Linked DNA regions of Mus musculus: regions 1 and 2 are each linked to region 3. The links are chromatin contacts, called in public ChIA-PET and HiChIP or PLAC-seq maps. All regions are on one chromosome and are shown on one strand. Each heading gives the region's core, a stretch centred on a gene start, on an enhancer-like site or on the middle of the called end of the contact. The rest is flanking DNA. Distances are from core to core; before and after follow the strand shown.

Evidence for each region. ChIA-PET counts read pairs in DNA pulled down with a chosen protein or histone mark. HiChIP or PLAC-seq counts read pairs in DNA pulled down with a chosen protein or histone mark.
Region 1: an H3K27ac HiChIP or PLAC-seq map of acute myeloid leukemia shows a contact between it and region 3, with 2.5 times the contacts expected there. The contact joins two enhancer-like sites. A contact is called at or near these places in 15 of 484 Hi-C or Micro-C datasets (CD4 T cells, CD8 T cells, ECoMG-derived neutrophils and 9 more), 8 of 115 datasets of contacts at active chromatin or transcription factors (acute myeloid leukemia, bone marrow-derived dendritic cells, bone marrow-derived macrophages and 4 more) and 5 of 9 other capture datasets (adipose tissue, embryonic stem cells, liver and 2 more).
Region 2: a contact with region 3 is called in an RNA polymerase II ChIA-PET map of effector CD8 T cells, with 5 read pairs. The contact joins two enhancer-like sites. A contact is called at or near these places in 10 of 484 Hi-C or Micro-C datasets (CD4 T cells, the MNK3 cell line, brown adipocytes and 6 more) and 2 of 115 datasets of contacts at active chromatin or transcription factors (effector CD8 T cells and embryonic stem cells).

What each region holds. Positions count from the first base shown.
Region 1 is chr8:117,343,828-117,347,839 of GRCm38.p6, reverse strand. All of the region lies in intron 1 of Cmip (c-Maf inducing protein), which reads right to left. Among named protein-coding and RNA genes, the nearest start is that of Gm51554, 31 kb to the right of the region's middle. Within about 2 kb of position 2,734, at least 38 of the 459 cell types and tissues checked have an H3K27ac peak or open chromatin away from gene starts, as enhancers often do. A contact at or near this core is called in CD8 T cells, ECoMG-derived neutrophils and acute myeloid leukemia, where this site is marked.
Region 2 is chr8:117,119,440-117,123,440 of GRCm38.p6, reverse strand. All of the region lies in intron 7 of Bco1 (beta-carotene oxygenase 1), which reads right to left. Among named protein-coding and RNA genes, the nearest start is that of Bco1, 26 kb to the right of the region's middle. Within about 2 kb of position 1,765, at least 109 of the 459 cell types and tissues checked have an H3K27ac peak or open chromatin away from gene starts, as enhancers often do. A contact at or near this core is called in effector CD8 T cells, where this site is marked.
Region 3 is chr8:117,223,314-117,227,344 of GRCm38.p6, reverse strand. No RefSeq gene overlaps it. Among named protein-coding and RNA genes, the nearest start is that of Cmip, 32 kb to the left of the region's middle. Within about 2 kb of position 2,529, at least 169 of the 459 cell types and tissues checked have an H3K27ac peak or open chromatin away from gene starts, as enhancers often do. A contact at or near this core is called in CD8 T cells, ECoMG-derived neutrophils, acute myeloid leukemia and 1 more, where this site is marked.

The DNA of each region.
Region 1 (4,012 bases), core at 1,485-3,984, 120 kb before region 3:
GCCATTCTCCAGGGTAAAGGTCCACTGCAGAGAACTCAACCAGCTCTGCAGGGTTAATCATTGCCTTAGGAGGGGCCAACCAATGCTCCACAGGCCCAAGGAATCAGCAACCAGCTTTATGGTCAGGGAGCCAACCCCCTCCAAAAGCCTTGCACTTTAGGGTTTGGATGATGATTAAGTAGTGGCCACATTGTCAATCCCTCTTCCCCAGGGCTGGAGAGATGACTCCAGGGTTAAGAATCCTTCTTCCCTGACCACCCTTCCTACGCTTTTTTGTTTTGTTTTGTTTTTGAGACGGGTAAGCTCTAGCTGACCTTGAACTCACAGAGATCTGCCTGCCTCCGTCATCCCAGTGCTGACAGGCACACAATCTTTTTTTTTTTTGGCTTTTCGAGACAGGGTTTCTCTGTGTAGCCCTGGCTGTTCTGGAACTCACTTTGTAGACCAGGCTGGCCTCGAACTCAGAAATCCGCCTGCCTCTGCCTCCCGAGTGCTGGAATCAAAGGCGTGCGCCACCATGCCCGGCTAACAGGCACCCAATCTTAACCTTGCCCTTTCCCATCCAAGCTGATGGTAAACGGCTAGTGGATAAGCATACAAGCCCAAGCAACGGGCCTGGATCAAATCTCACCGAAGACTGGTAAGCTCAGACACCTGCGGGACCCTTGAGGGCTCATTAAGGTAAGATCTGTTAGGCAAGCATGAGGACCCGAGTTCGAATCTTGCTCCCAGTCGGGTGTGGTAGTGTGCACTTACAATCCAGCACTTGGGGAAAGCAGGAACAGGCACAATCCCTTGGACTTAAAGGCCAGCCAGACTAGCCTACTCAACAAGTTCCAGGACAAAAAAAAAAAAAATCCTAACCTCCTCCTGCATGTACACACAGGTACACTCATACCCACACAACCCCCATGCTCTCTCACTCAAGAATGATGCTGGGGTCATCTCACAATGTCAGGGCTGCAGAAGAGGCTGGCATCAGAGTCACAACACTCAGGTGACAGTGAGGGCACAGCAGAGCTCCAGGTCTGTTCCTTCCTCCCAGGACACCTGGCCTTGATGTACAAGAGGGCCTGGGATCTGAAGGCCCATGTAGATGCTATGTCCCTACGTTCTACAACCTGTCCCTACCTGCCATCCATCCTGGTTTGGTTTCTTGGGCCTCAAATGGACAGACTTGAGGCTTTAGGCCCTGGAGACTACCTCCTTTTTCTTTCTTCTTCTCCTGCTTCAAATGAAGTGCTCCCAAAGCCCAACTTTTTCTTCTTAGAGTGATGCCTAGCCTTGCTATTCTATAAGCTACTGTTTCTGGCCATGGGGACCCTCTCTACCTAGCAAACCAGGGTGCTTAGAGATGGCTCCCAAAGGCCATCAGGCCAGGATTCGGCAGGAGCAGGGGAGGCAGGTGTCTTTCCCTTTCAAGATTTACAGTTCCTGCCACCTCATTTGTACCAAACTGCGTATAGCCCATACTGTCTGCCCCAGAACTGCAATCCAACCACACACCCCTCCCTGTCTCTCCAGATCTTTCCAGAGCTTAGGCCTTACCACACAGTTCTTCCCTGGGCCCAGGAAGCAGTCTACCTACCTGAGCCAGCCATTCTGCATCCTCTCTGCCTCTCGAGGCTCGGCACTGGCCTTGGCCTTCCTTCTACAGTATGAAGGGACAGGTGCCGGACTTGACCCAACCCCACATGACCGTAAGTGCCCCTACCAAACGGGCCTTTGCAGCCTGGTACCAGGTCCGCACTGTAAAGCAGAACTCTGCCACAGTGGGGTGCTTGCGGCCACATGGTGCAATCTGACTGACTTCCAGCAGCTATAGGGAGCTTGGAGCCCTGGAAAGGAGGCTTATGAGTCTGGGCTGCACCTTCGACTTCTGTTTTTCTCTAATTACACGGGCAGACTTATTGTGTGCCCTGCCTCACCATGCCCCATGGTTACAGGACTGGGCAGGGCAGGTGGGTACAGGATTGGCAACAGAACTTGTGCTTGACCACCTACTGACCGTCGTCCTGGATCACTGGGTGGCAGTCACAGTCTCCGTCTCTTTTTGGTCTGAAAACACTCCGAGGGCTGGATGCACAGGGCTTTTATTCCGTTCTGTGCTGTCCTGTCCTGTAAACATCAGCCATAGAAAGGAAGACAGGGACCAGCGAACAACTTGTGACTCAGATACTGTCTCTTCCTCAGCAAGCTCAGGAGCACAACCACCCTTGACCACATCCTCTCGTCCCCTCGCGAAGGGGACAGTGTACCCTGCAACCAACTATCGCCATCTGCACCAGTGTGAGCCAAGCACCCTGTCCTGCGGTCCTCCCCAACCCCAGACACACTACCACCATACCAACACCAGCAGCACCACCGCCGCCACCACCACCAGAGTCACAGAGGAAAATGGAGGGTAAGTCTGCTTTCTCGTCACTCAGAGAACCAGACTTTGGCCCCTTCTTCCTCTTCCCCAGAGCTCTAGCTCCTTGCCTATGGCTTAGTCAATAGAGTCCCCTACAGGAGTTTACAAAATATATGTAAGTTGCAAGGGATGAACGGGGAGTCTTTTATAAACCAAACTGAATGCTTTTCATCCCTGACTGTTGGCTGGGATGTTCCCCCGATGCCTTTACTCACCGTGAGCATCGCCACGTCCCACCCACCCACCCACCCACCCTCCTCGTCCCATTTCCTGCCAATGTAGGTCACGCTGGATTCTCCTGCGTTCCCTAAGTTCTGCCTCCGGTGAGGGTGTGACTCTGTCTGAGACAAATTTAGAAGTTCTCTCACCGGCGTGTAGGGACCCTGTGCACTCTCATTCAACTGACACCCAGACTGTAACCACAACTTGTAAGTCTGTTCAGAGATCTCCTGTCATGTGGGGTTAACAATCATGTCCCTTGTGGGTTCACAAGCAACCTTCACAGAGAAACAATTCCAAGGATAGCAGGGGCATGGTGGTGGTGATGGTGGGGTAAACAGAAACTGATCAGCCAGGTGTATGATAGAGCCCTACCTTCCAACTCTCTGTTTTGCCTGGCTGGAGCCCTGTCCCGTGTTCTCGTCAGACAGGTGAGCCCTCACTGCTTTGCACAATACAGGGATGATGGGTGTGTGAGGTCACACAGTGGGGACCACTGTCTTCCAGGATGAGAGAGGCAAGGAGCTGGGTGGGGAGGCCTCAGACAGGACACAGGAAAAAGAAGGGATTGTTGTCTGTGGCCTGATCCTGCAGAGGTCTAGGAGTGTGCAAGAGGAGGGCTCTTCAGGTGCCAGTAAAACGCTGTCTAAGGAAGGCCTAGGGAGCCAAGGGGCGTTGGTCAGTGTCAGTCGGCATAGAGAATGCAAAGCCTGATGAGTCACACTTGGATTGGCTACCTGGAAAACTCGGGAGTTGGCCTCTGTCTTGCAAAGACTCTGAAGAGTAAAATGCCACATGGAAATTACCCATGCCAGGGATCAGGAGTACAACCTGGGACACACATTCACACATGACACATGTTCACACACACAGACATGTGACACACACATATTTACACATAGCACGCATTCATATATGGCACATAGAAGGCACACATATTCACCACAGCACATGCATACATCATACACATTCATATGTTCCTCCACAAACATTCACCCATACCCCATCTACATACACATTCACACATGAGCATACAAAACCCCTCCACCCACATATTCACAGGCATACACAGAACACCCTACACATCAATATGCAACACACATGTATCAGTGTATACACACCACACCCCTACAAACACAAAACATGCACGTGTTTGTGTGCCTGTATCCACACCCCTAAACATATATACATACATGAGCACTCATGTAAACATGTCCACACCCTCTGTGCATATTCAGTTTGGACGCACATATACAATGTTCCACATTTAAATATAAGTGTATATCGCACACTCCCGTGTGTATTATAAATGTATGTGTGTATACACACGCACACAAATACACAGCTTCATTCACCTGAACTCATGTTTACATGTGAGCA
Region 2 (4,001 bases), core at 516-3,015, 100 kb after region 3:
GTGAGATTGAAATTCCCATGGGCCCTGAAGAAGTCACATCTCCCATGCTTTACCGCCACATTCTCGTTGGCAGCTACTGTGATGGACAGGGAGAACATTCTAGCAGCAGAGCAGGTTCTGTCTCAAAGGGGGACCCGGAAGGAGTATGGATCGGAAAGTCTCCTTAGTTCTCAGCCAGACAAAATGGCCAGTGAACACTTCTCACTCTAGGCTCAACCTGGAGCTACACAGATGCCCCACCCAGCACCCCAAGTCCCAGTCAGTCCCAGATACCTCACGGACACACTGGCCATACCCACTGCTCTTAGTGGGACAGAGGCAGTCTCTCAAACAGGTTGGAATCCCGATTATCCGAAGTATGGGTAGGTGTGATGGAGAGATGCCTTTCTTAGTAGGCATGACCTCTTGGCCCTTCAAACTTCTCATCTCGTGGAGAAGGGGCCACACTGGAGACAGAAGGGACAGATAGAGGCCTCTACAGTGACAGTCTCAGAGAATGGGATCCTATTGCCAAAGTCTCAGAGCAGAAAAGACATTTAATACAGGGCCTAGTTCTCAGCACACCTCCGTGGATACTACTTCATCTTATCGTGTATTCATGTCTGTCTTTGGAGACAAACCCCAAATCTGCTAGTCCAGGATCCAAAGCCACCTCACGTAGCTCTAGCATGCCTCCTCCCGTGACAGACTGTGAACCATGACAACGAATTCTCACAAACCCATCTCTTACATGCCGTGGCGCCCTTCAGGACGAGGGCAGGGCAGCTGCCCCACTGTCTGGACATGCCTAGGTTCCTCCCTGCCACTCCTCCACCCCTGCAGAGCTCCACCTCAGGTACCCGCAGCACTACATAAACAGCTGGGGTATTCGGGGGCCCTTCCACTCTGCCTCCGTTTGACCCCAGCTGGCTGAGCATCATAGGTAATCATGAGGTCCTAGACCTCCCACCATCTGCTCTAGCTATAAAGCACTGTTCCCCAGGACATGGTATAAATGCTAACAGGAGAGCTGTGCCCTCTTAGAGACTTCACTTCACGGTTCATTCATTCATTCATTCATTCATTCATGCATGCATGCATGCATTCATTCCCACATTTAAGAGGGGTTTTTCTGTTTTTGTTTCTTTTTTAAAAAAATATTTATTTATTTATTATATGTAAGTATACTATAGCTGACACACCAGAAGAGGGCATCAGATCTCATTATGGATGGTTGTGAACCACCATGTGGTTGCTGGGAATTGAACTCAGGACCTCTGGAAGAGCAGTCAGTGCCATCTCTGAGCTGCTGAGCCATCTCTCCAGCCCCCAAGGGTTTTTAGTTACAAGGATGACCTGCCTCAAGACAGTGTCCCTGCCTTCTAGGAGCCTATGTCTCAGCAGCAAGAGGGGATTAAAGAACCTTGTCATGCTGGAGGTGTGTGTCACCCTAGAGGGTGCCACAGTGTACACACTCCCCTGACAGGGGAGGGAGGGAGGCACAGAGACCTGAAAATGGAGACCTTTCTAAGCCCAGAGAGGCTCTCAGCATGCATTACAGTCACTCAGGATGCTCTGCTTCCAGGGAGTGCTGCAGATGACACAGGACTCCAGAATGGGACACTGAGACAGGCAGAGGGGACATTGATAGGCAAATGTCCCTGAGTACAGGGCATTTGAGAAGGGAGAACTTTCCTGGCTAGGAGGGAGCTGGGCCCTTGGTGCAGGGTGTGTGTGACCGTGTCCACCTACCCATCTGTATACATTCAGGCAGCTGAGTGACTTGAAAGCAAAGAAGCCATCTTTAAGGGACAATAAACAACAATTAAGCAGCGTGGCCAGAACCGCCCATCCAAGGGTTCACTCGCCTTTGCTAATTTCAAAGCACCTGGCGGTTACAAGGTGGCTTTTAAAGACACACAGACAACCCGTTCAAGCTTGGGTTTGAGGAAGTAGCCTTTCCCCCATGTGATCAAAGGGTGTAAACCCTTAAGCGGGGGCAGGGAGGGAGCCTGTCCCTCTTCCTGCATCAGCTCTGGGCTTGTGACTCATGCCTTGAGTGCTCTGTGACACCCTCTCCTTCTTAGACCAGAAGACACTCCCCAGTGCTGCACTGTGGGGCTTTGCCAGGACAAGGGGTGCAGAGGCCAGGACTCAGGTGATTTTACGGAGTAGTGTCGCTATCACATAGTCACCCTCATGATGGTGGGAAGCTAATGCTTAAGTCCTTTCAGTCCCCCACATCCCAGTATTTTCAGTAAAACTGAAACAATTGAGCCTAGGGCGCTGGGCCTCCTGTTTGCTAACGCAAACATAATATCATTGAACTATCCTGTAGTCCTGTCCTGGCTTCTAGATTTTATTTTTATCTTGAGGCAGGGTGTCACTACGTTGCCAGGTTGGCCTTAAAATATTCAGATCTTCCTGCTTCAGCCTCCTGAGCAGTTGGGATTAAAGGCTGGCACAATGAGACCAGCTTGCCTCCGTCCTTTCCTTCCCTTCTTTCCCTTCCCCTTTCCCCCTCCCCCTTTCCCCCTTTTCCCCCCTTTCCCCTTTCCTTTCCTTTTCATCCTTTATTTCTTTTTTTTTTTAAACAAAGATTTACTTACTTTTTATTTTATGTGCCTTTGTGTTTTGCCTGCATGTATGTTTTGAATGCGCCAGACTCCTGGAACTGGAGTTATACACGGTAGTGAGCTGCCGTGTGGGTGCTGGGAATTGAACCTGGGTCCTTTGGAAGAGCAGCCAGTGCTTTTAACTGCTGGGCTACCTTTTCAGCTCCTCCCTCCCTTTCTTTCTTCCTTTTTTTTTTTTAACAATTAAAACAACAACAACAAGAAAGATGACAGTTAAGGTCTCACTAGGCCTCCCACCAACCTAGCTGTTACTTGCCTTTCTCTTGCCTTAGTCTCCTGAGTGCTGGGATTGTTGGCATATGCCAACATGACCAACTGGTTGACCCCTTTCTTTCCTCAAGGTCATATTAGGGATTAAACCCTGAGTCTCAATGTACTAAGCACCCTTTCTCCCCCCGACGTATACCCCTGCGCTGGCTAGTTTTATATCGACTCGATACAAACCAGCGTCATCTGATAAACGAGAGTCGTCTGAAAGAAGGGAAACCTCAATTGAGAAAATGCTTCCGAAGAGCAGGCTGTAGGGCATGTTCTTAATCAGTGATTGATGGGGGAGGGCCCAGACCACTGAGGGTGGTGCCACCTTGGGGCTGGTGGCCTGAGTTCTATAAGGAAGCCGACTAGGGGGCTGGAGAGATGGCTTAGCTTTTAAGAGCACTGGCTGATCTTCCAGAGGTCCTGAGTTCAAATCCCAGAAACTACACAGTGGCTCACAACCGTCTGTAATGGGATTCCCTCTTCTGGCAAGCAGGTACATGTTTAGACGCAGCACTTTTATGCATAAATTCATGAATAAATAAATCTTAAGGCAAAAAACAGAGAAGGAAAGAGGGGGGGAGGGAGGGAAGGAGGGAGGGAGGGAGGGAGGGAGGGAGGGAGGGAGGGAGGGAGGAAGAAAGGAAGGAAGCAGGCTATGAGGACCAAGTAGTACCAGTAAGTGGTACCTCCATGGCCTCTGCATCAGTTTCTGCCTCCAGGTTCCTGCCCTGCTTGAGTTCCTGCCCTGGCTTCTTTCAAATGATGGACTATGATGTGGACACATAAGCAGAATAAACCCTTTCCTCCCTAAGTTGCTTTTGGCCACGGTGTTTCATCACAGCAATAGAAACCCTCACTAGGACAACCCCCAACACTAAATTCATTTTGCAAAGTCAGACCTTGGGAAGAGGCGGCCCTAGCTGGAGCAAGCAGAACTCTGCTGGGCTCTCGGGTCTCTTTCACTGTGGTCTCTCCTGCATGGGACAGGGGGGGGGGGGGGGGAGTGCTGCTTTCCCCTGGCAAAGGTCACAACCCCTTTCACGTGACTTAAAACAACAACAGAGACAACAACAATGTTACAGATGTGAAATCCGGGTGATGTAAGATGTGGGCTAAGCCACAGCAGAG
Region 3 (4,031 bases), core at 1,280-3,779:
GGTGCTGCTGGCATCTGGTGGGACCAGTGGGCAGGAAGGCCAGACATTCTGGGCTGTGTAGGACAGTTCTCTAGGACAATGACGTCTGTCCCTTCATGTGGGCGCAAGTCCGGCTCGAAAGGAGCCTCACCTAAAACCCAACCTCATTTTTTTTATACAAATGGGCTTTCTTTTCCTGCTTCTTCAGAAGAGCGACATCACATTTTATAGTACAGTCACCATGTACATGGAGGGAATGAGTGTGGCTCTGCAAATTTGGATGTGACCTTTTTAAGAAAATTGATGTCACCAATGGTCCCTCCGCTTTTGCTGTCTGAATCACACACGAGGCACACCTGTGGCTGCCTCCCCGGGGAGCTTCAAAAAGGGGGTGAGCGTCTGAGTCCTGATTCACGTGTGGGAGGATACCCGGTGTCTTATGTGGGAATTTTATGGCGACCCATCTTCCGTTTAGCTCTCCTTGGCGTGATTATGTGACAACACTTCTGAAATGATGGGACTAGGCAGGCAAGTTATATACTGGAGAATTCAGCCTGCAACAGAAAGGCAACGTGTTGGGTCAGGAGACCAGGGGAATGGTTTTGCACCGAGTTGAGCCAGGGTTAAATGGAGAGACCACTGAGGCCAGCCACAATGGGGACATGGCCGTAGGAAACGTAACCAGGGCATAGGATAAGCAGAGAAGGTCTGGAGTCATTCCACCCTTCCAGGCGAACACTTAGTGGGCACCTTTGTCCCGTGAGAACCCCTTCTATGCTGACATGTGAATGCTGAATGAAGACAAATCCAGGCAGAGGAGTCGCAAGCCAGGGCCAGAGGGCGAGGAAGCATGATGGGCCAGGAGACTTTGAACTTGAACCTACCCAAGTCCGTCTGCCAGGAGCGTGAGTGACTAAGCTCCCCAGAATCATCACTGCCTAGAGCTTGTGGAAGCATCGCAGACCTGCCCACCCAGCTCCACCACAGAGAGGTCGTACCTCGTCCCACTGCACTGGGTCTGGACTTCTTATAACACCAGGACTCTCGGGTCTTACTGCTCTGTCTCTACTTCAGATTCAAACCTGAGGATGTTGCAAGTCATCCTCAGATGATACCAGATGATACTGACTGGCTGGACACAGCCAAGAATGTTCACTGAGGCGGAGGTGGGGAGGGAGGTGGGACATCATGATTAAGAGCACTTGCTCTTACAGAGGACCTGTGTCTATTCCTCTTGTAACCATCGATGACGTCAGTTCCAGGGGATCCACAGGTACAACTCACACGTGCAGTGCCATGCAGTGCACATATATACACTTAGGTGTGTAGTCCTCTCAGGGACCCATTATAGATGGTTGTAAGCCAGAATGTGGTTGCTGGGAATTGAACTAAAGACATTTGGAAAGAGCAACCAGTGCTCGTAACGACTGAGCCATCTCTCCAGCCAGAGGTTCATATACTTAAAATAAAATAAATAAATAAATCTGGAGGAACAACAATATGAACTAACCAGTTCCCCCAGAACTCCCAGGGACTAAACCACCAACCAAAGAGCACACATGGTGGGACTCATGGCTTCAGCTGCATATGTAGCAAAGGATGCCTAGTCAGTCATCAATGGGAGGAGAGGCCCTTGGTCCTGTGAAGGTTCTATGCCCCAGTGTAGGGGAATGCCTGGGCCAGGAAGCAGGAGTGGGTGGGTTGGTGAGCAGGGGGAGGGGATAGGGGGTTTTAGGAGGGGAAACCAGGAAAGGGGATAACATTTGATATGTAAATTGAGAAAATATCTAATAAAAAATAAAAATAAAATTAAATACATAAATCTAAAAAAAAATTTTTAAAGAACATCTACTGTGTAGTGTTGATGCAAAAAATTCAGCTTTCACTTTAAAAGGAATGAAAGACTGTTTCTGGGGGAAAAAAAATTTAAGTGACCATGCACTGCAGATTCAAGGTACCCAAGTTCCATTTTCCAGTGTAGTAACTGTTTTATGAAACTATTAATAGGAACTGGACTAGGAGAATCATAGATAAATGTGTTTTAAATACTTTGGTGGAGACACCAGGTTAAGTGGGTCCCAGCAACGCAGAGACATGTCTATAAGAGGCACCAGATATTATCTGACCACATCCTTAGCTTTGGGGTTGTCAGGAGCGAGGGGGTCTCTATGCATTCCAAACAACTTAACTAATAACCAGAAGGATGTTAGGTCACACACAGAGGAGGGCAAAAAAATGGCTACGACTGGCTAAAGATGGTCCAAGATAATCTGGCTCTGGACCTGCAACATTCCAACCTCTCCCATCACAGAAGTCCTTATCGATCAATCAATATTTATAGACGCAGTTCCCTCCCAGCAATTTTCCTTCACAGTGGTCATGGCTACCCTGAGGCAGGGTATGAGCCAATCAGATCTCCAGAAGTCGGGGACCACTTTGGGTCAGGATCGGGAAAGGTGCAGGGACTTCCAATTCTGCCTCTGCGTCAGCAACAAAGTCCCCAGGGTACTAGGGTTCTGTACTGAACTTGGCTAGGAGGGCACAGGTGACAGGCAGCTAGAGCTCTCTTCCTGCTTCCGGGTTCCAGGCTACCACTCCGAGAGCCTAGAGGCTGAATCCTCGTGGGTTTCGACGCCCTCTGCTGGCCATTTCTACCACTGCACTTGGATGCCAGAAGACTAAACCAGGAATGAGAAAGTATTTGGAAGTTTGTAGCCCTATGATAACAAAGACAAGGAAACTGGTCATGGAGAGAAGATGTGAAGGATTCACCCTAGCCCACAAAATCCCCATAATATTAAAAGTATTTTTGGGGAAAAGTACTGTTCTTGATCTGAGAATGTAGCTTAGTTGGTAGAGGGCTCACCTTGCATGCGAAAGTTTCCATCCACAGCTCTGCCTGGACTATAGTGGGCACATACACCTAGAGGCCCAACACTGAGATGGTGGGTGCAGAAGAAACATAATTTCAAGGTCAAGGCCACTACTTAGTAAGTTTGAAATCAACCTGGGCTATGTGAGACTCAGCCTCAAACCAAATAAAAACTAAGAGCTCTCAAGGGTTCTTCTTTTGATCTTGTTTACATGGACAGAATAACACCCACCCAACAGCTGTCTCTCAGTGAGAGTTACAATGTATCCCGGGGACTGGATTATCATCAAGCCCATTATTCAGATAAGAAAACTGAGGCCAGCCCCCAGCCGGAGACAAAGTCTTGTGTCCTGAGCCCACAGTTGCCATTACAGATGTCAGGGGATTTTGAAGGACAGCAGTAACCACAAGTCCTTGGAGCTTTTAGCCTGAGCACATTACACTTGGAGGCTGTTGGTCTGTCTATTTTCCTGAGTGGGCCCTCTACTGAGCCCTGACTACTCAGGCCCTGCCTAGTGCTCAGGGGCCCTGTGGAAACAGAGAAAAAGTCCTGTGTGGGCTCTGGTGCAGAGCGGCCTTCTCCACTTGCCAGGGACACCCCAGACTGGTTGTACTTAGTGTGATAGGCTCCAATAAAGGGCTGGTGCATAAGGCAGAGGGTCTGATACACCTACTCCAAGTTCCCAAAAGCCCCATGGGATGCACTTGCATAGGTGACGTCCCCCATGTTTCCTGGAATGAACCAGGTGATGCATGGGATGGAAGGAGACTGAGGGAGTCTGCCCGTGTGCTCAGGAAGGCCAGATGCAGCTCAGAAGATGGCTCCATTACTAATGTGTTTGCCTTGAAAACAGGTGGAGGGGCTGGCGAGATGGCTTAGTGGGTAAGAGCACTGATTGCTCTTCTGAAGGTCCTGAGTTCAAATTCCAGCAACTACATGGTGGATCACAACCGCCCGCAATGAGATCTGATGCACTCTTCTGGTGTGTCTGAAGACAGCTGCAGTGTACTTAATTATAATAATAAATCTTTGGGCTGGAGTGAGTGGGGTTGGCCAGAGCAAGCGGGGCCACCAGAGCAAGCAGAGGTCCTAAAATTCAATCCCCAACAACCACATGAAGACTCACAACCATCTGTACAGTTACAGTGTATCCATATGTTGTGGATAGTTCTGGGGCTA